Regions from separate parts of the Gossypium hirsutum genome. Here region 2 is linked to region 1. A link is a contact called in public Hi-C data. All regions are on one chromosome and are shown on one strand. The core of a region is the stretch at or near the end of the contact, and the rest is flanking DNA. Distances in the headings are between cores, read along the strand shown. Region 1 holds the start of LOC107899210 (carbon catabolite repressor protein 4 homolog 1). Region 2 holds the start of LOC107899201 (40S ribosomal protein S5).

What was found. Hi-C and Micro-C count contacts between places; a contact is called where the count stands out from the background.
Region 2: a Hi-C map of leaf shows a contact between it and region 1, with 2.0 times the contacts expected there. The contact joins the promoter of LOC107899201 here to the promoter of LOC107899210 in region 1. A contact is called at or near these places in 2 of 34 Hi-C or Micro-C datasets (both in leaf).

The regions. Positions count from the first base shown.
Region 1 is chrD04:31,181,652-31,186,073 of Gossypium_hirsutum_v2.1, forward strand. It overlaps LOC107899210 (carbon catabolite repressor protein 4 homolog 1), which reads right to left and starts at 2,970. Exons shown (of 12, transcript XM_016824858.2): 1 at 2,308-2,970; 2 at 1-649. The coding sequence starts at 2,465.
Region 2 is chrD04:31,494,014-31,498,726 of Gossypium_hirsutum_v2.1, forward strand. LOC107899201 (40S ribosomal protein S5) reads left to right here and starts at 2,380. Exons shown (of 4, transcript XM_041091260.1): 1 at 2,380-2,588; 2 at 3,125-3,396; 3 at 3,560-3,763; 4 at 3,885-4,094. The coding sequence starts at 2,484. The coding sequence ends at 3,641.

The DNA of each region.
Region 1 (4,422 bases), core at 1,720-4,219:
CTCACTGCTTGCATACGAGTCAGACAAGATGTTGTAAGAGAGGACAGTAAAACTTCCAGAGGATGAAACACGACCATCTGACTGTAGATTTCCCAACATATCAGCTCCGCTTACAGGGATCAAGCGCCTAGGACTAGGGGAAGGTGCCGGAATAACACGAGATGTCAAAATAGTATTGGGATGTCCAACAGGTTGTTTCGTCTCAGCATCTACAATAACACACTCAAACTTGAGAACATGGCCAATATCATCAGCTGTTGGTGTATATGTTTTAGAGCGTCCAACTTCAAACCAGGTTTCACCACCACTCCTCTGTGTGACTGCAGCAGGATACAGAGGTGTTGAACCATTTGTCAAGCTAGTGCTTGATGCCGAACCTGTTAAGCTAGCATTTATAACTCCAGAACCTGAGGAATTGTAACGACCAAATATCTCTTCCTCCTCATTTCCATTTTCATTTACAGCACTTGCAGCACGGTCATGCAGAACACGGTGATGCTGCCACGCATCTGAGAAGCACTTTGGAGAGCAATGATAACTTTTAGCAACAGGTATTTTAGCCTTAACACAACCAAGGCACTGCAGCGTGGCTTGCTCAGAGGGATGTACACTACACACAGCAACTTTTTTATCACTTTGTATGCGACACCTGCAAAACAAACACAGGGAGAAAAATTAGACAGGTAAAATGAACAGAGAATTTTGAAACAATCAACTTTTCGAAACAATCAACTTAATACATAAACACCCAGCAAATCCCACAAGCAGACAACAAATTCTAGCGAACACTTGCAATAGGGGCACAAGATAAGGTAAAAAAATGCATTCTCCAATATAAGAATCCAGCAATCACAATAAGAATGTAATATTACTGTCTCAAATTTTAGGTAAACTACAACGCACCTAAAGCATTTATCAATCAATAATAAAGATTGTATTTGATAGTGGTTAAAGTTTGTCTTAAAATGAAAAGACCTAAATACCATCCAAGGACGGAATAATCAATAAATTTAAGCTTATTATATTGCTACATGTAAGTGATGACAAAACATAAGTATAAAGTTGACCTAAATACCATACAAAGACTGAACAATCAATAAAATCAACTTTATATTTTACTAAACATCTTTATTATATTACTACATGTAACTGAAACCGAAACCAAAACCAAAGCTTAAAGTTCTAGGATCTTTTGTGATGAGGCAACCATTATAAATTTCAAGTTTCTATTACCTTTTCAGGAGTTTCTGGTGATTTTTGAAATAAAACTAGACTTACTTGTTCAACCCCAAGTTACTTTAAATAGCAGAAGCTTGATAATTACCAGTAGCACATTAAATGCCTTAGGAGTACCTTTCTGGTAATTCTTTCTTCCTACGATCAAATATTAAGTGTAGTTACTCTCAGTCTAAGTTGAAACGTTCTTACAAGCTTTCATAGGAGTAGTGGTGCTAGGTGGCCACAAGAATGAAAACAAAGGAAACAAATTATTGCCTTCGATGGAAGATTCTAGCTCATTGAACCTAGTTTTGTCTATGACGCATAAAGAGACAGAGCTCAATTGCAACATTCTTGACTCAAGCAGCGAAAACTAAATCCAAGTAAAACCAAACAAAATGGCATGAAACTCAATGCCATAATCAGAATCAAGAAACTACTTCTTGATCCTTCAAGAATTTAAAAAATAAACACATCACTAAACGAACAAGATAATCCAGAACACGGAGTAACAAAAACAAATTGCAATCCAGTAAAAAGCAACCACTCTATCTCCAAATGCACAGGTCGAAAAACCCAACTTATAGACCTCAATTCCACGCATCCCTTACGGAAACACTCAGACAATTTCACATATACTGTATTTACTACAAACAGTCATATATATCAAACCCCAAAACCAAACTCAAACCCCCATTGACCAAAATGAGAACTACACAAAGACCAAAACACCAAAAAGTAAAAAAAGAAAAAAGAATGAAACATAAAATCTAAGAAATTGTCTTATAATGCAAACACTTGCCACCTACAAAAAGCAGTTCACACATTTAGTAAAAAGCAATCAAATAATAACAAACCCAAAAGAACTAGCTCAAAATCCACTTGGCCAACATGACAACTAACCAAAATACATAAACCAAGAAATAATAAATAAATAAATAATAAAGGGTTTAATTGTTAATTAGCCATAAAAAAGTTCATACCACTTGAAAAGTTAAATGAAATTAGCCTAGCCATTGGCATAACCCCCGCCACCAACCAATAAAAAACCTAAAAGAAAGATTCTTCGACGGATTTAAAAACACTTACCACTTGTACCTCAAGAAGTGGCCATCAAGAGGGGCCGACTCAGGCACATCATCGGTTGTAACGGTCTTGTCAGGTCGGCGTAAGAGCACGTAAGGCGTGAGCTCGCAGCCAACAATTGGTATATCAGAAGGGAGGTGCACACGTAGCACGCTCAGCATGCTTTAACTTCTCGGGCTTCCTTGGTCGGTCACAGTTCGCAACGGTCACCACTTGGTAAACCTATCAAATCCAATCCTACACTAACAAGAGCAGCAGAGCAAGAAATGACCTCGAAATGATGCGCAATCTTATCGAGGCGGAATCCAGGCGGATCCGCCATTTACTTGACCCGAAAACCCGCCAGCCTTGACAATCGTCCTCTTTTTTTTTTCTTTTTTTTTTCCGATTAAACAAACCCTAGAAGACTTGTTGATTAATCCCAAATATAAACATGCAAGAACCAAGAACAGATCTTGTAACGGTATTTAGGGTTTTGAAATAGAGAATGATTGAAGGAATGAATCGAAGAAGAGATACAGAGAAAGAAAGGGGGGAAATGAGGAGATCGAATGATAGTTAGGGTTTTACAGAGGACATGAAAAAGGAAAGTCTTTATTTATAATATCTGTTTATTATTTATAGAGAGAAATAAATTTTTTCAAGGATAAAAATTAAAACATTTGTAATCTTTCCAGCGATATATCCATATAAAATTGAGGTAATTTTAACTTTAATATTTATTCTTAAAAAAATTAAAATTATGGCAACACATGTCTATTCATCTAAAGGAAAGTTGAGGGTGAAAAAGTCCATAAAATTGATTGTGCTAAGTAAATCCAATCGATTTAATTAATTTATATGGTAAGATAATCGGTTTAGGTTTTTTGTGTGGTGTACTTTTGGTATTCAATTTTCAAATTAATTTAAATTTATTCAAAAATTACTCATTGTCTAGACTTGTCCAAGGGTCCGATAAATCCCTCTTAACTAGGGTCAAGTTTAAACAAAAATTTTCACACCTTGGGTCGACCTGGCTTAGTTCAATTTCAACAACGAAAATTATTTTTAAATTTAATTATAAAAGTATATAAAATATCAATTAAAATATAATTTTTAATATTTTATTATTTTTTGAATAGTGAAATGGCCTTTTTGGGTAGACCAAGCTTGGCCAAAAATGAGTCTGGACTTGAAAAGTTTTTTGGAGCCGGGTCTCGACCTAGCCCGTGGACACTTCTACCGTAACCCCACCCCAATAAGGGATGACAACGGTGTGAGGCAGGATGAATTTTTGCCTATCTCAACCCAAACCTGAAGTTTGACCAATTTGCCCCGACCTGATCCCGAGTCTTAAGAAAAAACTCACCCTAAACCCGAACTTAAAATTTAATAAAATTCCTAACTCCATCTCGATCCAACCCGAAATTAATTTAATTATTTTATTTTTTATTTAGAAGCAGATAAGAATAATTTTTTAATTTAGACTTAAATATTAATATATTTATTTTTTTATATATGTATTTATTGAAAGCAAATATTTAGTATATGTATATATTAGGGGCAATTTTTTGTAAATATCTCAGGGCAAGGCAAAGCGGATTTACCTCAAATCCAATCTCAACACGACTATTTTTATAGTTTCACCCATTTGAATCCTCCTATTTTTCAAAAAAAAAATCCGACCCTCATGGATCGGGTTGGGCCGAAACCTGTCAAATTCAATTTTTTTTGCCATCTTTAATCCCAACTCTTAAATAGGAAGATAAGTGTGCTTCAATGTGCTTGAACTCACATTCTCTTGTACCGACAATAATGACGATGCCAGCTGAGCTAAGACTCAATCAACAAAAGTAATTTAATTTAATTCAACTAATTTTAAAAGAATTCGATTGGTGATTAAATCAACTGCATTATCAATTTTCAATTCAACCAATTTAACTAGTTAAACCATCTATTCAATAAGGGATAAATCCCAAAACTATACATAAACTATGGTTTAATATACAATTGTATACATGAACTTTGATTTTGTGCAATTATACATAAAATTTTGATTTGATCCAATTCTTGTAAATTATTAACACAATTATTGATATAACATCATTTTATGTTTATATATTGCATGCATAAATAATT
Region 2 (4,713 bases), core at 1,130-3,629, 310 kb after region 1:
TGTAGGTTAAAAATACACTAGATTCCACATTTTTTCTTCTCTAGTTGCTGCTATATGATTTCTCTTCTCCACTTGAGGAGCATATCTACATTCGTAACTAAAATGACCATATTTATTACAATTAGAATATTGAACTTAAAATATATTTCCTTGTTGAAATCTGTTTCTACCTCGACCTTAGCCTCTAAATCCTCGTCCACGACTATATATTTAATGCTCTTCAGTTATATAGCCTATACCATATGATTGATTGCATGGTCCACTTCTATTGACACATATATATCATTCATGGTATCCCCCATGATTGCTTTTTCCTTGTCAATCACTGTTACTAGATCTACCTTCACTAAAGGACAAACTTGCTTTGCAAGACTTGCTCCAAATTTCTAGTATCTTCATTTTGCTTCATTTTTTGCTTATGGATTTGGAGAGAACCCACAAGTTCATTGATAAATATTTGTGACAAACCTTTTGATTCTTTTATGGAGAGAACCACATAATCAAATTTACGTGTCAACGATTGCAAATTCTTTTCCATTATCCTGAAATCATCAAGAATTTCTCCATTTCATTTCATTTCATTCACCAACTCTTTCACTTAAGTAATGTAGTAATCAACGTTCTCTGAACTTTTCATTTTTAACATATTAAATTCAAATCTAAGTGATTCGAGACGTACCTTTTTGGCCTTTTCAACTCCTTGAATGGATTTTTTCAAAATAACCCATATTTCTTTGATGCTTCCCATCTGAATTTTTTTCAAAGGTTCATCCATCAACTCATTGAAAATTAAAGCATAACTCCTTAACCTTTTTTTGAGCTTCCTTCAATGCTCTTCTCTCTTCATTTGTTAAATTTGCTTCAACATTATCTGTCTCGACATATCTTTTTCCAACAATATCTAACAATCTTGAGATCCAAGCAAAACCTTCATTCGAATACTCCAATTACCATAGTTTGTCTTCGTTAATTTTGAAAATTGTGATTGAATCATATTCACCATCATGAAGTGAGCACAAATCTAACTTGGATAACACTCGTTAAAAGTGTAGTGGACGCTAAAACCAAAATAATTTCAGTACTCAATAAAATAAGTCATTACAACAAAACAAATATATAAACTTTCCTTTATTTACTAGTTGTTGCTAGTATTGTTCTTTATTTTCAATTCTCGCCCACTTACTCTACCACACACACTTCTATTTCTCACTCTTTTATTTTTATTTTTTTGCTTATACACACTCTACACACACTACACTTACATGTTTATAGGCTTAATAAGCCACCTAAAACCCTTCCAACAAATCTAATTTGCTATAGTTTTTATTCACTAATATTATTTATTTATAAATAATGCTTCAATTAAGTTCATGCCACATTTCCTAACTCCATGCCACCTTGTTTTTGCCCATAAATTGTCAACTTAAAACCATCATACTTTTGCCACTTTACAAGCCAACTCATAATCTTATCCCCATCCTTTATCAACTTAAAGTCGGTTTGACTCAACAATAAGATCATGCTATTGCAAGTTTCATTAAAGCTTTTTACCATTTTCAACCAAGGTTAATGTATGAAAGATGCATTATAACAAAAAAGATTGGGTTCTTTGATTTGAAAACACTAGCTCTTTGAAGAGCTTTATCATATTCGCTAGAAAAAGTTCTTATTCCCCTAAAGAGATTGTTTAATAATGATTTTATAATTTTTTAAATAATTTTTATTATTGGAAATTTTTTATAATTTTTATAATATTTCTAGAAATTTTATTAATATTTTTTTTATAAATTTTGATTATTTTTTATTTTTTTTACTTTAAAGATTTTTTTAAAAATTTTTTAGAATTATTGTTAAGAAAAATGTTAAAAGTATTAATATGATGGTTTAGCTATATTTTTAGAACAATGATATTTGAACTAGACCGGATTAGACCAAAAACTAGTTAGGGTACCAATCAAGAGAATAATATCGGACCAACTAAACCAAAAACGAAACAAATGGTTGAATCAGCTAAAAATCGGCTGAACCTGATTTTTACTTTTTATGAATTTTTAATAATTTTTTAATTGAGCTAATTGAATTGGTGGCCTAATTGGTTCGACTACCAGTTCGGTTCTAAAAACATTGGATTAGAGGCTAAATTAGCTATTAACTCATTAAATTAACATACCACATCCTTTTAACGGAAGCTATAAGATAGTGATCAAAATATAATAACTCAATAACTGGAGTGACCATTATGTAATTTTTAAAAGTTGAGTGGCTGAAACATAATTTTAAATACAATTTAGGGACTGTTGGTGTAGTTTACCCAAGAAAGTAAAAAAAAAAAGACACCCACGTGTGCGATCATACTTAAAGAGCCGAAAACCCTAATCAAAACGTCACCTTTTATGTATAAGATTTATAAGAGAAAGGCCTTTGTCTTCTAATTTCCTCATTCCGCACTTCGGTTCTCTCTCTTTGCGGCATCTATCATAGGTATGGCGACAGCCATTGTAGCCCCTGCCACCGCCTCACTGCAAGATCCAACCAAGTCTCACCCTGACGTCAAGCTCTTTAATCGCTGGAGCTTCGAGGAAGTTCAAGTATTTCTTTTTCTTTTTCCCCCTTTTGCCTCTCTATGCATACATTTCTTTTTTCATTCTCTTGGCTTTGTTTTTTCTAGATTTTATATGAAATGTTCCGTTTTAGCATGTTCTCTATTTTTTTGGTCTTTTCAAGTCGAGTGGATCTACTAGGACTAATTAATTGTATACAGGGATTCTGTTTTCGTAGAGAATCGGTCTTGTTGTTTTTAACTTGATATTATTTGTTAGATCATCTTGTTGTGACTGAACATCTATATTGTTGTTCTCTGATTTGAAGATTTTACTTGTTGTCTTAGATGTTACTGATATTCAGTTTGACAATTATGTTAATCCTAAATGTTTGTCTTCATGTTTGTAAGAAATTGGTTAATTTTAGGTTAGATTATTTGGATAAGATGATCGTATTAGATTGTCTTTCGAATGCTTAAAGACTCCTGAAGATTCGAAAAAATTAGGTTCCTCAACTTGCTGTTCCCTTTGATAACTCCAATCGTTAGCCCTGGTCCTTGATGTGAATGATTTATCTATTTTAGGTTTCTGATATCTCTTTGAGTGACTACATTGGTGTTCAACCTTCCAAACATGCAACCTATGTGCCACACACTGCTGGGAGGTACTCAGTTAAGCGTTTTAGAAAGGCTCAGTGCCCCATTGTTGAGAGGCTTACAAACTCATTGATGATGCATGGCCGAAACAATGGAAAGAAACTTATGGCAGTCAGGATTGTGAAGCATGCTATGGAAATTATTTATCTCCTGACTGATCAGAACCCAATTCAAGTCATTGTTGATGCCATTATCAACAGGTGGCCTATATAACCTTTAAGAATTTCCTTTTTCAAATGTATCACTAGCTGACTTTAATCTTTAAAGTAGCAGATGATGTTAATTAAAACATCTTCCGATTCTGGGTTATCTTTGTTGGATCAATCTTTGATAATCCTTGTTGATTTTTTATTGATATAACAGTGGACCTCGTGAAGATGCTACTCGTATTGGTTCTGCTGGTGTTGTGAGGCGCCAGGCTGTTGATATTTCTCCTCTTCGTTGAGTGAATCAGGCCATCTATCTCCTTACCACTGGTGCTCGTGAGTCTGCATTCAGAAACATTAAAACTATCGCTGAATGTTTGGCTGATGAGCTTATTAACGCAGCAAAGGGATCATCTAACAGGTAAATAACAGCCTTTGAACTCCCGTGCTTGAACCTTATTTTGCTTTGAAACTAGGAACTGTCCTTGCAATCCCATTTATTTACTACTGCTTGCTTCATCATACTCGCGTTGTTTGTGCAGCTATGCCATCAAGAAGAAGGACGAAATCGAGAGAGTTGCCAAGGCCAATCGTTGAGGAATTGGTAGGACTTTGCATAAACCATGGCAGTGGACACTTTTGTTTTTTATTCAGTACTTTATAAGTTACCTATTTTGTGTTCCGAACATAATATGAATGTTCTGTTATTTAAGTTGAGATGTTATTGAAGAAAGCATATCCTGTTTTGGTTATATACGCTGTACTTATTTTGCCATGGTTTGAAGCTGTTGAGTTCATCTTTGCTGCAAACAAAGAGATGAGAGTGCTTGATGTGGTTGTTTGACCACATTAAATCGCCCTGCCTGTTGCTGATAATTAGTACTTAAAAAAGAGACAATTAAAGGAAGAAATCAAATTGAGTTTTTCCAATTATTGAGCAGATGAAATTATACAAGTCTTTCAAAAGTATTGTTATGAATTTCTAACCCAGCCAATGGAAACAAAGAAAAAATATTAATTGGAGCAATTGTACAAAATTCTGTTTGAAGTTAAATACAAAGGCCGTAACACTATTGAAATCAAGCCTTTCAACCTGCATTAACAATGGAAGAGACTGCAGTTCATCAACGTCAAATTTTATATGTTTTATGAACATGATTCACTCTATCTACAGATAAAGAAAGATAAATTTTTTTGAAACTTTATACTACAGAAGTCGATTTAATAATCCCCGTCCTAATACTGCTTATGTTGTTTGGCTTGTTTCAGTTGGAAGTTCAGTTTTTGATGTATCCTGATCTTTACCAGAGAGAAAATAGAGGTTTAGTAGTCTTAAAGACCGTCAGCAATGAGAATCCATGCAACACAACT